Linked DNA regions of Mus musculus: region 2 is linked to region 1. A link is a contact called in public promoter capture Hi-C data. All regions are on one chromosome and are shown on one strand. The core of a region is the stretch at or near the end of the contact, and the rest is flanking DNA. Distances in the headings are between cores, read along the strand shown.

What was found. Promoter capture Hi-C pulls out the DNA fragments that hold promoters and counts their contacts.
Region 2: a contact with region 1 is called in a promoter capture Hi-C map of embryonic stem cells, with 2.8 times the contacts expected there. The contact joins the promoter of 1700080G11Rik here to the promoter of Gja4 in region 1. A contact is called at or near these places in 1 of 39 promoter capture datasets (embryonic stem cells) and 1 of 9 other capture datasets (liver).

Annotation. Positions count from the first base shown.
Region 1 is chr4:127,310,977-127,318,095 of GRCm38.p6, reverse strand. It overlaps Gja4 (gap junction protein, alpha 4), which reads left to right and starts at 4,057. Exons shown (of 2, transcript NM_008120.3): 1 at 4,057-4,176; 2 at 5,111-6,676. The coding sequence starts at 5,128. The coding sequence ends at 6,129.
Region 2 is chr4:127,470,297-127,477,415 of GRCm38.p6, reverse strand. 1700080G11Rik (RIKEN cDNA 1700080G11 gene) reads right to left here and starts at 2,575. Exons shown (of 3, transcript NR_166431.1): 1 at 2,466-2,575; 2 at 2,112-2,253; 3 at 574-783.

The DNA.
Region 1 (7,119 bases), core at 2,808-5,307:
CTTGTGTTCTCTGGCTGCCGACAGTGTCCGGACAGTGTTACAGCATCAGAAAGCACCCAGTAAGCGTATGCTGAATTGGTAATTCCATCTACAGGCCTGGTGCCCTGCTTTGCGCTGCTTGCCTGCCCGTAAGATGCTTCCAGTGTAATGGGGCAGGGGAAGCAAAGAGAAAGGCAGGCAGGCATTCAGTGGATACCACTTCCACCTGGCCAGAGAAACCATTCTGGAGATATGTTGCATAGCAATGTGAATATATTTGATACAGGTTGAAGTTAACTTGGTTGAGTTGGCAGGTTTTGTTTTGATAGGGGTGTGTGTGTGTGTGTGTGTGTGTGTGTGTAAAATGAGGCCCTCCTACACACCCACTGCATCTGTGTTAAAGGTCCTGCCAAGCTGACTGATTAGAACTGTAATTATAGGGAGCAGAAATGTTAGCGGGTCTCAAGTCAAATTACCTTAGGTTATCTTTACCACCCCCAAAGACAGGTATCGCCCACCTCTGCATTCCACCTAACACCCTTGGGACAATTAGGTAATATCTTTGGAATACACAGACTCCTAGCTTCCACCAATCCAAAGGCTAAGAGCATCCTGAACGCATCTGAGGCCAGCAGGAGGGACTTCCCTGCTTTGCCAAGACTCAGATATATGATGTTTCTACCAGTTTATTTTCTTTTCTAAAAGATTTATTTTATGTATGTGAGTACACTGTCACTGTCTTCAGACACCAGAAGAGGGCATCAGATCTCATTCAGATGGCTGTGAGCCACCACGTGGTTGTTGGGAATTCAACTCAGGGCCTCTGGAAGAGCAGTTCAGTGCTCTTAACTGCTGAGCCATCTCCCCAGCCCTTTTCTTTTAAAGATATATTTACTTTATGTATATGAGTACATTGTAGCTGTCTTCAGACACATCCAGCTGCCCATTCCGGATGGCTGTGCGCCACCATGTGGTTCCTGAGAATTGAACTCAGGACCTCCACTGAGTCATCTCTTCAGCTCTTCTACCATCCATAGTTCTTAAAACACTTTGTTCTGTTATTTAAAAACAAAAACAAAAAACAAAACAAAACAAAACAAAAACAAAACAAAAACCTTCATAAAACAGTTGCCATGATGAAACATGACGTTTGGGGTAACTTAAATATGTGTTCCCAGGGCATGGTCGGTCATAGTTGGCTCCAGAGATAAGAACTGTGTTCTGATTGAGACAAGATCTTGTATAGTATGAGCTAGCCCATAACTGGCAGTCCTCATGAATGGTGGGATTACTGGTCTATGCCACCGAGTTGTGTGTGTGTGTGTGCATATATACATATATAATGCATATATATATATAATTATATATTAAGTCATATGTGTTATAAATCTATATTTACATATCATATAGTATTACATATATTAACTACATCTAAAAAGCTTTAAACAAGGAATTGCAGGGCATATCTGACCCAGTGGAGGCCAGCAAAGGAACTTCTGGGGAAGATGACAGACATCTCAGCGAAGACCTGAGGGGCTGGAGGCATCCACGTGTGAGAGTTTCCCACACGTGAGGCTGCTCCGAGAAGACAGAGCCATGCACAAAGGTAGGTGCACACAGACACGACAGAGAATGACTGGATGGGGCTGGTGACGGAGTGCCGGCCTGGCATTGAAACAGGGCAACCTTATAGCCAGGTTTCTGCAAAAATGTAGAGGCTGAGTGGAGGCTAGGAGACCATCTGGGGTCACTGAGTTGGTGGCAGGCTGAACAGGGTCAGGACAAAAGGGGTGGGGGTGAAGAGTGACGATCCAGGGACATTTTCCCTCAGAAGAGTTGACTTTTGAATATTGTGTTGGTTGGCCCCTACCCCTTCTTCATCTGTGACACCTGATCTCAGAGTCCAGGAAGGGGTTGGAGCAACCTTGGCATCACCCCGAGGTCCTCAATGAGCTCCCCTGCCCCCCACTTCCCTGGGAACCAGATGGGAGCAAAACCTTCAAAAGGATTTGAGGCCCAACCTCAAAGGCAACTCGGCAGAAAAGCTACCAGAGCAGACACTGTTCCCACGCCTTCAAGGGTCAGAACTACGTCGGCGCACTTGTCCCTAGTGGAATCCCAGGAGGCTCCGTTCAGCCCTGCCTGTTCCGGCCCTCAGAGAAAGAGAGGCCTGGAAGGGAAAGCCTGTCTAGCCTGAGCTCAGGCAGTAACCATGCTGGTCTGCAGTCTGAGCCTACCCATGGACTGCCCCGGCCCAGGAGGCCCCAGCCACTTCCTCACCCTCAGCTGCCCTAGACCCTGCCAATCCTAGGCCCCAACCTCCCTTGGCTTTTCTGCCCTCTCCTGGAACAGTGCAGATCCTTTCTGTCAGGCCTTGTGATGGTCTTGGTTGGATGGTAGGTAGGTTGGTCATACTTGGGACAACAAAGACAGAAACCTTGTGCCTGCACAAGCCTGGCATGGGCTCAACTGCTCAACTACACCGCCAAATTTCTTTCTTTCAACATTTTGAGGCAAGAGTCTTGCTAAATTGCTGACTGTCCTTGAACTCTCTCTCTCTCTCTCTCTCTCTCTCGCTCTCTTTCTCTCTCTCTCTCTCTCTCCCTCCTCCCTTCCTCCCTCCTTCCCTCCCTCCTCCTTCTCTTCTTCCCCTGCCTCTCCTCTCCCTGACAATGTCTCATGTACCACAGGCTGACCTCAAACTCACAAAGGAGAAGACAGCCTTGAACTTCTGACCTTCTTGCCTCTTCCTCCTCCTCCTCCCCCCCCCTCCTGTGAGGTTCCAGGCATGTGCCACCTGGTTTATGTGCCACCAGGGCTAGCTAGAACCTAAGGCTCTGTGAGTACTGAACAAGCACTCAACCAATATTTACACCCCAGCCCCATACCATTGACATTTTAATTCCTCAGCCTCATCTTTCCACAGAACTAGGATTACAGGCTGCCTGTACCACCATGCCTGTGTATTTGTGTTTTGTGGAGTTGGTTGTTTGCTTAGACAGGTTCCCACCATGTATCCCAGGTTGGCCTGAAACTCTTGCTCTGCCTCCTTCAGCCTCCCAAGCTCAGGGTTTACATCTCAGTGACTTCAGGTCCTCGCTCAAACCTTTAGAACCAATACAGCACACTGGGGGCTTTGGCAGGCCCTCCGAAGCAGGTATCCTTCCATCACTATTCGGTAGGGTCAGGGCAGAGGAGGGTAAGATTGACCCTCGTTGCTCTGACAAGCCTCATGGTTGGGTCCCCCAGCCTCTTCTGGGCGTTAGCACAAGAAACCAAACCTGGTGGCTCCAAGGTAGTGATGCTGTTCTGCACCGCCTGGCTTTCTCAACCCCTAACCACACCCCGTGATGCCCTGGATCCCACCTTTACACTTTTACTGTTACCCACGGGGCTTACCCTGCTCAATTTCTGCATCTAGTAAGGAGGGTAGGAAACCAGGCCTGGCAGGCTTATTGTGGCTTTCCCAGCTGCAGGCGGATTCTTAATCCCACACTCTTCGTTCACAGTGAAGCAGGGCTCTGCCTGCTTCCAAATTCCCCAGGAAGATCTTTCCTCTCTTTTAGAGGCATCGACTGGAACCCAGCTAAAGGACAGGAGCTTCCCTCCACTTCCACTCTCAGATCAAAGGACCCTAGAGCGTTCCTAAGTGACTTTTGATGGTATAGCCTGCCCAGGATTGGTGAAGTAGAGACCCCTAGATCAACCAGATTCTAGAAAGGGAGAATTCTCACCCCTCTCCAATGTGGGTCCAGTGGCCTCAGAAGCTGGGCACACGGATGAGTCTCCCTTCTTACCCCACCCACTCCTTACAGCCTCCGGACCAGGTGCCAGATCTGCCAGCTCCTCTCGCTTAAAAAAAAAATCGCCTTCACATCCTGCTGCGGACCTAGGGAGGGCACTGGACCTGGGGGGGGAGTGCAGTCTGGGATACCGGAGGGCGTCAGAGCAGAGAAACAAGACAGCTTCCATCTCTCGCAACCAAAGAAGCACAATCTGGGCGGGTCCTGGGAGTCTGTCCCTCCCAGGCCCCGCCTCCCTGCTCCCCAGAGCCCTCTGGCTGGCGTTTCCTGCCCTAAACCCGCAGCTGCGCGCTATTTAAGGCGTCCTGCGGGAGGCGCGGTCCTGCAGGATTCCCGCAGGCGCAGCTTCGGCCACGGTCGTCCCCTCTACCTGGGCCAGCCGGGCAAGCAGGCGGTGAGTTCGGGGGGCAGGGGAAACGGTTCACTCCACTGCGGGAGGGCTGAGGCTTGCTTGCCCCCCGGGGCGCCAGACGCGACTGAAGCCACCAGCGGCACTCACCTAGCCTGCCTTTAACCAGCCTCTTGTGTTTAGCTCCCTTCCCTTTTTTTTTCAATGAACCCTTAAGGAGAGACCGAGGGCGCCGGGAAGATTACTAATCCAAATCCCCAGGTGGTGAGAAGAAAGCAGTATTTGAATGTAGGTCTGGTAGTACCTGCTTTACTTCTGGAACAGCACCCACACCACACATCACCACGTTTTCACACACACCATGAGATGTTCTGGGAACGTTGGAACCTTCACCCAGCTATGGCCATTCCTTGCAAGGCTCTATCTAGAATGGCTGCAACAGCTTTGGAGGGAAGTGAGCTAGGACAGGCTCAGGTGTATTCACTAAAATCGCAGGTGGTCCTTTTGGTAGACAGGTGGACCAAATGCCCTGGGCTTCTGAGTCCCTCACCCCATCTTCCCTCACTCCCAGCCCCACCGGCAAGTGCAAAGATTCAAATGAGGCCCTCAACATTTTTAATGAGGCATGGAAGATGGGAACGGGACCCCTAATAACCATCTCTCCCCACCCCTGCTCTCTTGGGGGTTGCCAGCCTTGAACAAAAGGGAGGAAGGGCATGGCACAACTGTGTGTGACCTTGGATAAGTTCCTCAACTGTTCTGTTTCCATAGGAACCTCTATTCAATCCACATGTCTTCGGGTTGTGGTCACCCTGGGGCACTGGCCTGTGAAAGAAAGCACAATGTGTGGTTAGATTGGGACCCTAGCACAGGCGGACCTCCCAAGGGCTTACATCCCATGGACATATGTCTAGTGGGGGAGCTGAGAAAGGCTTTGTGCTGCCCTGCTGATGGCCCTCTGACCCTTGTCTCCCTGCAGAGAGAGGCCCTGGAAACATGGGCGACTGGGGCTTCCTGGAGAAGTTGCTAGACCAGGTCCAGGAACACTCGACCGTGGTGGGCAAGATCTGGTTAACGGTGCTCTTCATCTTCCGCATCCTCATCCTGGGGCTGGCTGGCGAGTCGGTGTGGGGCGACGAGCAGTCTGATTTTGAGTGTAACACAGCCCAGCCGGGCTGCACCAACGTCTGCTATGACCAGGCCTTCCCCATCTCCCACATCCGATACTGGGTGCTGCAGTTCCTCTTCGTCAGCACACCCACCCTGATCTACCTGGGCCACGTCATCTACCTGTCTCGGCGGGAAGAGCGGTTGCGGCAGAAAGAGGGAGAGCTCCGGGCGCTGCCATCCAAGGACCTACATGTAGAGCGGGCACTGGCTGCCATCGAACATCAGATGGCCAAGATCTCGGTGGCAGAGGACGGTCGTCTTCGGATTCGTGGGGCGCTCATGGGTACCTATGTGGTCAGCGTGCTGTGTAAGAGTGTGCTGGAGGCAGGCTTCCTCTATGGCCAGTGGCGCCTCTATGGCTGGACCATGGAGCCGGTGTTTGTGTGCCAGCGTGCGCCCTGCCCCCACATCGTGGACTGCTATGTCTCTCGACCCACTGAGAAGACTATCTTCATCATCTTCATGCTGGTGGTAGGAGTCATCTCCCTGGTGCTCAACCTGCTGGAGCTGGTTCACCTGCTGTGTCGGTGTGTCAGCCGGGAGATAAAGGCACGAAGGGACCACGACGCCCGCCCGGCCCAGGGCAGTGCCTCAGACCCTTACCCTGAACAGGTTTTCTTCTACCTCCCCATGGGCGAGGGACCCTCTTCCCCACCGTGTCCCACCTACAACGGGCTCTCATCCACTGAGCAGAACTGGGCCAACTTGACCACAGAGGAGAGACTGACCTCTTCCAGACCTCCCCCATTTGTAAACACAGCTCCCCAGGGTGGCCGAAAGTCCCCTAGCCGCCCCAACAGCTCTGCATCCAAGAAGCAGTATGTGTAGGGATCTGGGGCTAATGTCACTCAACAGAGCTGCCCCGAGGAGCACGCACGTGTACCTTGGCTGCCTCTCTGGCGGTCCACTCCTCAAAGGCACCTCAGAGACAACTGGGCCAGGGAGGTGGACATTCGCTGGGCAGAGGACCTGGTCACAGATGGTTCTGGAATACCTGGAGCCTTTGTGATGACCAGAGGACACTGGCTGCTTACCAGAATGTGACACTACCCAGACTGGGTCACAGCAGGTGGGAGTGCTCTTGACTAAGTGTTCTGTGAACCCTCGATCCTTTTCACCTGTTGCTGAGGGACCCAGCGCCAAGTTGACTTTCGAGCCTCCCCTATTAGACGAGTCACTGAACCCTGGGTTTTCATCACACCCCACTTCTCCTGGGAAAAAGCACTGATGCAGGCTGCTGGCTCAGCCTCGTCACCTGGACAGACACAGCCTGCGCCGGAGCTGGCCCTTGCCAGGGGAACTGGTTGATGTCTTGTTTTTCTCACTTCTAGTTCCACTGTTTATGATCCTCAAATAAACAGGACTCCATCATAAGTCAGGTGTGCACTGATGTTGTCATGGATGCGGGGGGCAGGGTGGGGGGAGCCAGGGGTGAGGGGCGAGGCAGTTATTTTGCACAGACTTGCTTTCTTTCTAGTCCTCTACAGCCCAGCTCCAGAGAGCACCGTAAGGCCTCAAGACTCAAATCCTTTCCCTCAGCACCGAGTCCCCATGACTCTCCCTTGCAAAACACCCTGGGTACTAGGGTCTTTTCATCCCATTCCCACATCCTTTCCAGTGTCCTGTTAATCAGCTGCTCATTAATCGGCCCAGACAGGCAGTGTCTCTTCCTGTCCTGTCCCATGCCCATCTGGTACCCGAGCCTGCTGTCCCCTGCAATGTGCCTCCTGACTAAACATTTGCTCCCAAGCATACCTGCCACCAAGGCTGTCCTAGTCTAACTAAAATTTGCCCCATGTGTCCTTCCCACCTCACCAT
Region 2 (7,119 bases), core at 1,326-3,825, 160 kb before region 1:
CTGAGCATGTAGGACTCCATACCATCTCCCCAGGCTAGTGATGAGTGTGGTGGGAAGGGTCTGTCGTCCACCCTTTCTGAACACAAGAAAGAGCATCCGTGAGTACAATCAAGGGAGCCTTGCCCACTAACGGGAGACCGGGAGGCGAGGTAACCTTGGAGTTCCCCAGGATACATGCAAGTCTGTTCTCCCTGACTGTGAGGTAAAGGTGGAGAAACTGGTTGTCTATGGTTAAGGTCAATAGAGTCTGACTATGCATCAAAAAGTCGCCTGCCCGTCCCTGGGCTTGCTCTCCTGTTCTTTGTTCCCCAAATCCAGACCCCTCTATAGCTACTAAGCTGCATCCCCCGACACTCTGGCTTCCTGGTCTGACTGTCTCTGTCCCCGCTGTCCCCTTCTAGAGCTTCCAGACACACAGGCTGAAGGATCGTGATTTGATAGAAATCATCAAGCCACATCAACAATAAACTATATAGCAGGTTGCTATGTCTCCGATTGGCACCAAAAATAGCAGGGTCTTTTTATCATGAGGTGCCGGCTAACTGTGATGCCAGTTAATCATTAAAACTTAAAGCAGGGCTTGACAAGAGATTTAATTTGAGTATGTAAATCTTGGAGGACTGGGGACATATTGTCCCAGTTGTCAGGTTTATATACACAGCACTCTAATGATGGCACAGGTTCCTCCTCGCGCTGCTGTTAGTACGTCAAGGGCCATTAGGTCTTGTAAGACAGCCGTCCTCATTGTCTTAACTTTTGAATTTAGGAGTGAGATCCCATGAACTGTACAAATAAATAAATAAATAAATAAATAAATAAATAAAATACTGGGAGTTGTTATAGTAAACCATAAAAGATTTTTTTAGTAAAGAATTCAGTGGTAGAATATATTAAGAAGAAATAGCATAAGATTATAAGTATTGCAGATAGGTAGGCAGATAGATTAACAGATGATAGATTGATTGATAGTGGATAGATATAGATAACAGATGAATAGATGAACAGATGATAGATAATGGATGGATGGCTAGGCAGATGATAAATGATACATTGATTGATCGATTGATTGATAATAGATGAATCAAAAGATGATGGGTAGCAGATAGATATACAATAACTGATTAGATAAATAGATGACAAATAATGGGTGGATAGATGGATGATAGATGATACATAGACTGATTGATTGATAATAGATGGATCAAAACAGGTAGATATAGATAGTAGAGATAGATAGATAGATAGATAGATAGATAGGTAGGTAGGTAGATAGATAGGTAGGCGATGGATAAAGGGCTGGATGATAGATAAGTAGAAGATAGATGATGGATCAAAAGATGATAGAATAGATAGATACATAGACAGACAGACAGACAGACAGACAGACAGACCAACAATGTTAAAAGGAAGACAAGGAAGCAAACCAAAACATAAAGTAGGTCACAGTTACTGGTAAGTTTAGAAATGGAACTTATCCTTGTGTTTAAGACTTTCGTTTTCTTTGAAGAGAACTTTTGAGCCTTTTAAAGGATTGCAGCTATAGGCGGCCTTGTCTCTAAGACGCCCTTGAAGTTGTAGAGACACAGAAGGGGAAGGTTTTCTTCTAGAGGATAACTTCTTTTTAGTCAGGGTGGGGTAGGTCTTTATTTACCCCGAGGAGCCGATAGCAAACACCAGATGCTCTTTCTGTTCTTGACAAGGAAGCATTGGAGTAAAGTCGAATTCTTAATCTTTTGCTTAAAATGCCCCTGTCCTTGCTCTTAGATTTTTTTTTAAAAGAAGGCCTTTCCCTAGTGTCTCTCCCTGGGTTTTCACAAGGGCAGACCGGAGTAGTTAACAATTCTCTTCCTGGGAAATATGAGTAGTGAAGTCCCTTAACTTTTTTCTTATTTATTTAGGACAGCAGAAACTCTCTGAATCTACTAACCATGCCCTCACGGATGGCCAATTCTCTGTTTCTCTGAGGGATGAGCTCACACTTAATTTTTTAAAAGAACCATTAAAGCCACGTCTGCAGCCTCAGAACACACCTTGGCTGCTAGTTTGTAAGCATCCAGGCTGTCTCGGCCCCAGAACCCCAGCTGCAACGATTACGGGAAGAATTCCATTACCTTGCCGTGTCTCTGGAGCTGGGGCAGACTCACAATCGATCCAGCCACCCTCAAGAATGACCTCCTTCCCCCTGGTCAAAATGCAACCTTGCATGGCATCCATTTCCAGAAAGTCAAGCAGCCAGCGCCACCAGCTGAAGCCCTGGGAGGGCACAAGGTACAGCAGGAGCCTCAGGTCCCAAGGAACCCAGTCCATACCCATCAGCACTCCACCCTGACAGGCTAAGGTAGAACCTTCCTCCCACTTCCGGAAGGCAAACTGAGGCTCATACTAGTCAGTACTCACTGAAAGGGTGTCACTTCCCTACCGTCTTCCCTCACAGTTGACCCTGGCAGAAGCAATTGCAGACCCACCTTCACACTCCAGGCTACTGTTGTTTGGCCAGCAGGGAGCACGTGACTCGGGGAGAGCCAATCGGAGTCCCCTGTAATATCTGGAAAGCATAATTGGCAAGTTGAGACCGTTAGAAACAGGAACAATGAACTTGGGGCACGTGACAAGGAGAGAGAGATAACTAAGTGAGAGAAACAAATAGAGACAGAGATAGAGACAGAGCTGAGCAGAGATCAAACAACCCCATAGAATCACAGAGATGAAGAGACCCTGCCCCCCCCCCCCCCCCCCCCCCCCCCCCGCTGTTAGTTCTCAAGTGACTGAGGTGCCTCTTTAACATATCAAAGTGGTAGAACTCTGCACTAAACCCATCTGGTCCTGGGTCATGAAATTCCTTGGCAAATGGATGGACCTGGAGGGCATCATCCTGAGCGAGGTAACACAATCACAAACACACAATATGTACTCACTGATAAGTGGATATTAGCCCAAATCTTAGGATACCCAAGATATAAGATACAATTTGCCAAATGCATGAAACTCTAGAATAATGAAGACCAAAGTGTGGACACTGTGCCCCTTCTTAGAATTGGGAACAAAACACACATGGAAGGAGTTACAGAGACAAAGTTTGGAGCTGTGACAAAAGGATTGACCATCTAGAGACTGCCATATCTAGGGATCCACCCCATAATCAGCTTCCAAACGCTGACACCATTGCATACACTAGCAAGATTTTGCTGAAAGGACCCAGATATAGCTGTCTCTTGTGAGACTAGGCCAGGGCCTAGCAAACACATAAGTGGATGCTCACAGTCAGCTATTGGATGGATCACAGGGCCCCCAATGGAGGAGCTAGAGAAAGTATCCAAGGAGCTAAAGAGATCTGCAACCCTGTAGGTGCAACAACGTTATGAACTAACCAGTACCCCGGAGCTCTTGACTCTAGCTGCATATGTATCAAAAGATGGCCTGGTCGGCCATCACTGGAAAGAGAGGCCCATTGGACACACAAACTTTATATGCCCCAGTACAGGGGAACGCCAGGGCCAAAAAAATGGGAATGGGTGGGGAGGGAAGTGGGGGGGAGGGTATGGGGAACTTTTGGGATAGCATTGGAAATGTAATTGAGGAAAATACATAATAAATTTTTAAAAAAACATATCAAAGTGGATGCTAGCTACCAGTCTCAATGTCTCCCATACCTGTGACAGAGTCCTGGCTCTTCTCAGAGCTTCTCACTCAGCCCCCTGCCCTTAAGCTTCTCTTCCCCCAATTTCTCTGACTCCTATATCGCTTCAGCCATTTCCTTTACATGGTCTCTTGCTCTCCAGGTCTCCCAGTCCTCGGCTCCTCTCTTTGCTCCCTCTCTCTTCTTGTCCGCCCTCACCCTCCCCTCGCCCCACTCCCACCCTCTTCTCTCATGCCTCAGTCCGCTGGCCTGGTTCATTCTGGACCCTTTCCAGATGCCTCTGGCTGCTTTCTCACGCGTATCTACAACAAACCTTCCACTCAACCATACCTTGGAGCAGTCAGTCATGTCCTCGTTTTTTTTTAATTCATCAAAGAATATCAGTCTGGTGGTACAGGGTGACGCTTTGACTCTGGGTAGCTTCCTGGTCCCTTATAAAAAAAAGACTGGCTGCCTTCCTGATATGACCTCTGTACTCCTGAAATTTTGTGTTTCTATTTTTGCTCAAGCCAAGTTGGTCTCTGATCATTACACACAAAAGAATCTCAGTCAAAATTTCAAAAGTGGATATGAGTCTTGTCCATGCTCTGGACCTAGATCTGGGGACCCAAGGCTCTGATCCTGGAGAAAGGATCAAAGTCCTACATCTGCATCTGTGGTGACACATGCAGACCCAAAAGCCACTCTGTGTTCTGGACCCGTCAGCGTCCCCAGTGATAGGATAGGCCCTTTCCCATGCACCTCTACTGTATCAACATGAGGGGCACCCAACCTACCAGGCAACTGGAGTTGTCATCCTCCATATTGTCTCTGAACTGGTTTTGTTTGCCCTGCACACATGATTCTAGGCTTGTCATTGGGAGGCCGGGCACAAGTCAACTCTTATCCACACCCATACCTCCTTTCTCAATCATCTAAATAAAAGGCACAAATATCTTTTCTTTGGCCAAATTCAGCATTTGGCACATCAGATGCCCTGGAGCTATTGACGAGAGGACAGAGTGTCACTGAGTCACACACAGGCTGGGAGACTATTCCCATGAAAGGCAAATGTGGGAAGAGATCATAGAATAAAATCCTCCCTGTAGGAGAATCCTACCCTGATTGAGGGATCCAGGATTCTTCCATAGACCCTGACAATTTTTCTCAATAAATCCTTGGCTAAGAAACTAATCCCATCAGTCACTTGGGCCATTACCTCCTTACCAGGATCAGTTACTCCCAGCCAGCCAGTACTTTATCAATAGCCTCAGATCCTATCTTTTGTTATGTTGTTACTGCTATTCAATAGATCCTCTAGTCTTCCCCCAGCAGAGATTAGCAAAAAGCAATTCTCTAGAGCCGGGTGTTGGCTTACACCAGAAACCTCTGCTTTTAAGAGGCAGAGGCAGGAGGAATACAAGTTCAAAGCCAGCCTGAGCCACATAGCAAGATCCTGTCTCAAACAAATACTCTGGCTTCCCTGGCCACCCTGTTTCTTTATCCTCATTTAATCCCCCCACCAGTGGCTGTCCAGGAAGTAATCTACCAAGAGCAGCCCTGCTGTGCCACAGATCAGTCCCCAATAGGCGCACCTGTCCTGGGGCCTTATGACCAGGAGGGAGAGGGAGAGAAAACGCCATGGCTCAGGAATGTATAGGTTCTTGGCATCATATTCAAAAATTGAGCCATACATGTGGATAGCAAAATGTTTAATTTTAAAAGCTTTTACAGATATCAGCCATGGTCAGCTTCATCCCAGAGACACAAGGAAAATTCAACATATGTAAATCAATAGATGTAATCTACCACATAAATAAACTCAAGGACAGAAACTACATGATAGCCTCATTGGATGCAGAAAAAGCCTTTGGTGGGGAGGGAACTAACATTCCTTCATGATAAAAAGTCCTGGAGAGTCTATAAATACAGGGGACCTATCTCAACATGATAAAGGTAACATAAAAGAACCCCACAACCAGTTTCTTGTTAAATGGAGAAAGGCTAAAGCATTTCCACTAAAATCAGGAACCAGCCCCTCTCTCCACTCCTGATAAGCAGTGCTTAAAGTCTTAGCCAAAGCGAGAAGACAAGAGAAGACAATAAAAGAGATAAAAGTTAGAAAAGGAAGAAGTCAAAGAATCCTTATTTTCAGATGATAAAATTGTATATGTAAATAAAATAGAATAAAGACGATTCCACCAGAAATCCCCTAAAGCTGATAAACACATCTGTCAAAGCAGAAGGATAGAAAATTAATACACACGATCAGTAGGCGTCCTGCACACCAGTGACAAGCATGCCAAGAAAGAAGTCAGGGAAACAATCTCATTCAAAATAGCCTCAAAATGCCCTCAAGGAAATCTAACCGAGAACGTGGAAAGCTCCTGCGATGGAACCTGGAGACGCTGAAGAAAGTCATTGACAGAGCTACCAGGAGATAAAGAGAAAACATTGTGAATCCAGCCATCTGCAAACAGTCTACGGATTCAATGCAATCCCACCAAAATTCCAATGCAACTCAACTCTTCACAAAATAATAATAATAATAATAAATAAACGAAAAAACGATCTCAAAATTAATTTGGAAACACAAAAGACCCTGGATGGTCAAAGCCATCCTGAACAATAAATGCTCTGCTGGATGAATCACCAACCCTAATTTCAAGTTATACTGCAGAGCCACAGTAACAAAACCAGCATGGTTCTGATGTAGAAACAGATACACTGGTAAATGGAGAAGATGTAAAGACCCAGATCTAAGCCAATGCTCTTCCACTCAACTGATTTTTGACAAAAGCCAAAAATACACATTGGAGAAAAGACGGCATCTTCAACAATAGGTGCTTGGCAAGCTAGATAGCCACATGTAGAAAAATGAAACTCGATTCTTATCTCTCAACTTAAAACTCAACTAGAAATGCACCAAGGACCACAACATCATCCCGGATGACTTGAATCCAATAGAAAGTGTAGACCGCCGGGCGTGATGGCGCACGCCTTTAATCCCAGCACTTGGGAGGCAGAGGCAGGCGGATTTCTGAGTTCGAGGCCAGCCTGGTCTATAAAGTGAGTTCCAGGACAGCCAGGGCTATACAGAGAAACCCTGTCTCGAAAAACCAAAAAAAAAAAAAAAAAAAAAAAAAAAAAAAAAAATGTAGACCACACATTAACTTCAGGCACATTAGCACTGAGACCAATAACTTATAAGCAAGAAGCAACAGACTTCCTGGACAGAGGATATATCATTTGAGTGAAGAGACAGTCTACAGAATAGGGAAAGAAGCTTTTCCAGCCATACATCTGACAGAAGTTTAGTATCTACAATATACAAAGAGCTCAAAAACCTAAATATCAAGAAAAGAAACAACCCAGTTTTAAAATAAAACATGGAACCAAATTTTTAAAAATTCTCAAAAAAGAAAGAAATACAAGTGGACAAGAAATATTTTTATAAATATTCAACACCCATAGACATCAGGAAAATAAATTTAAAACTCCTT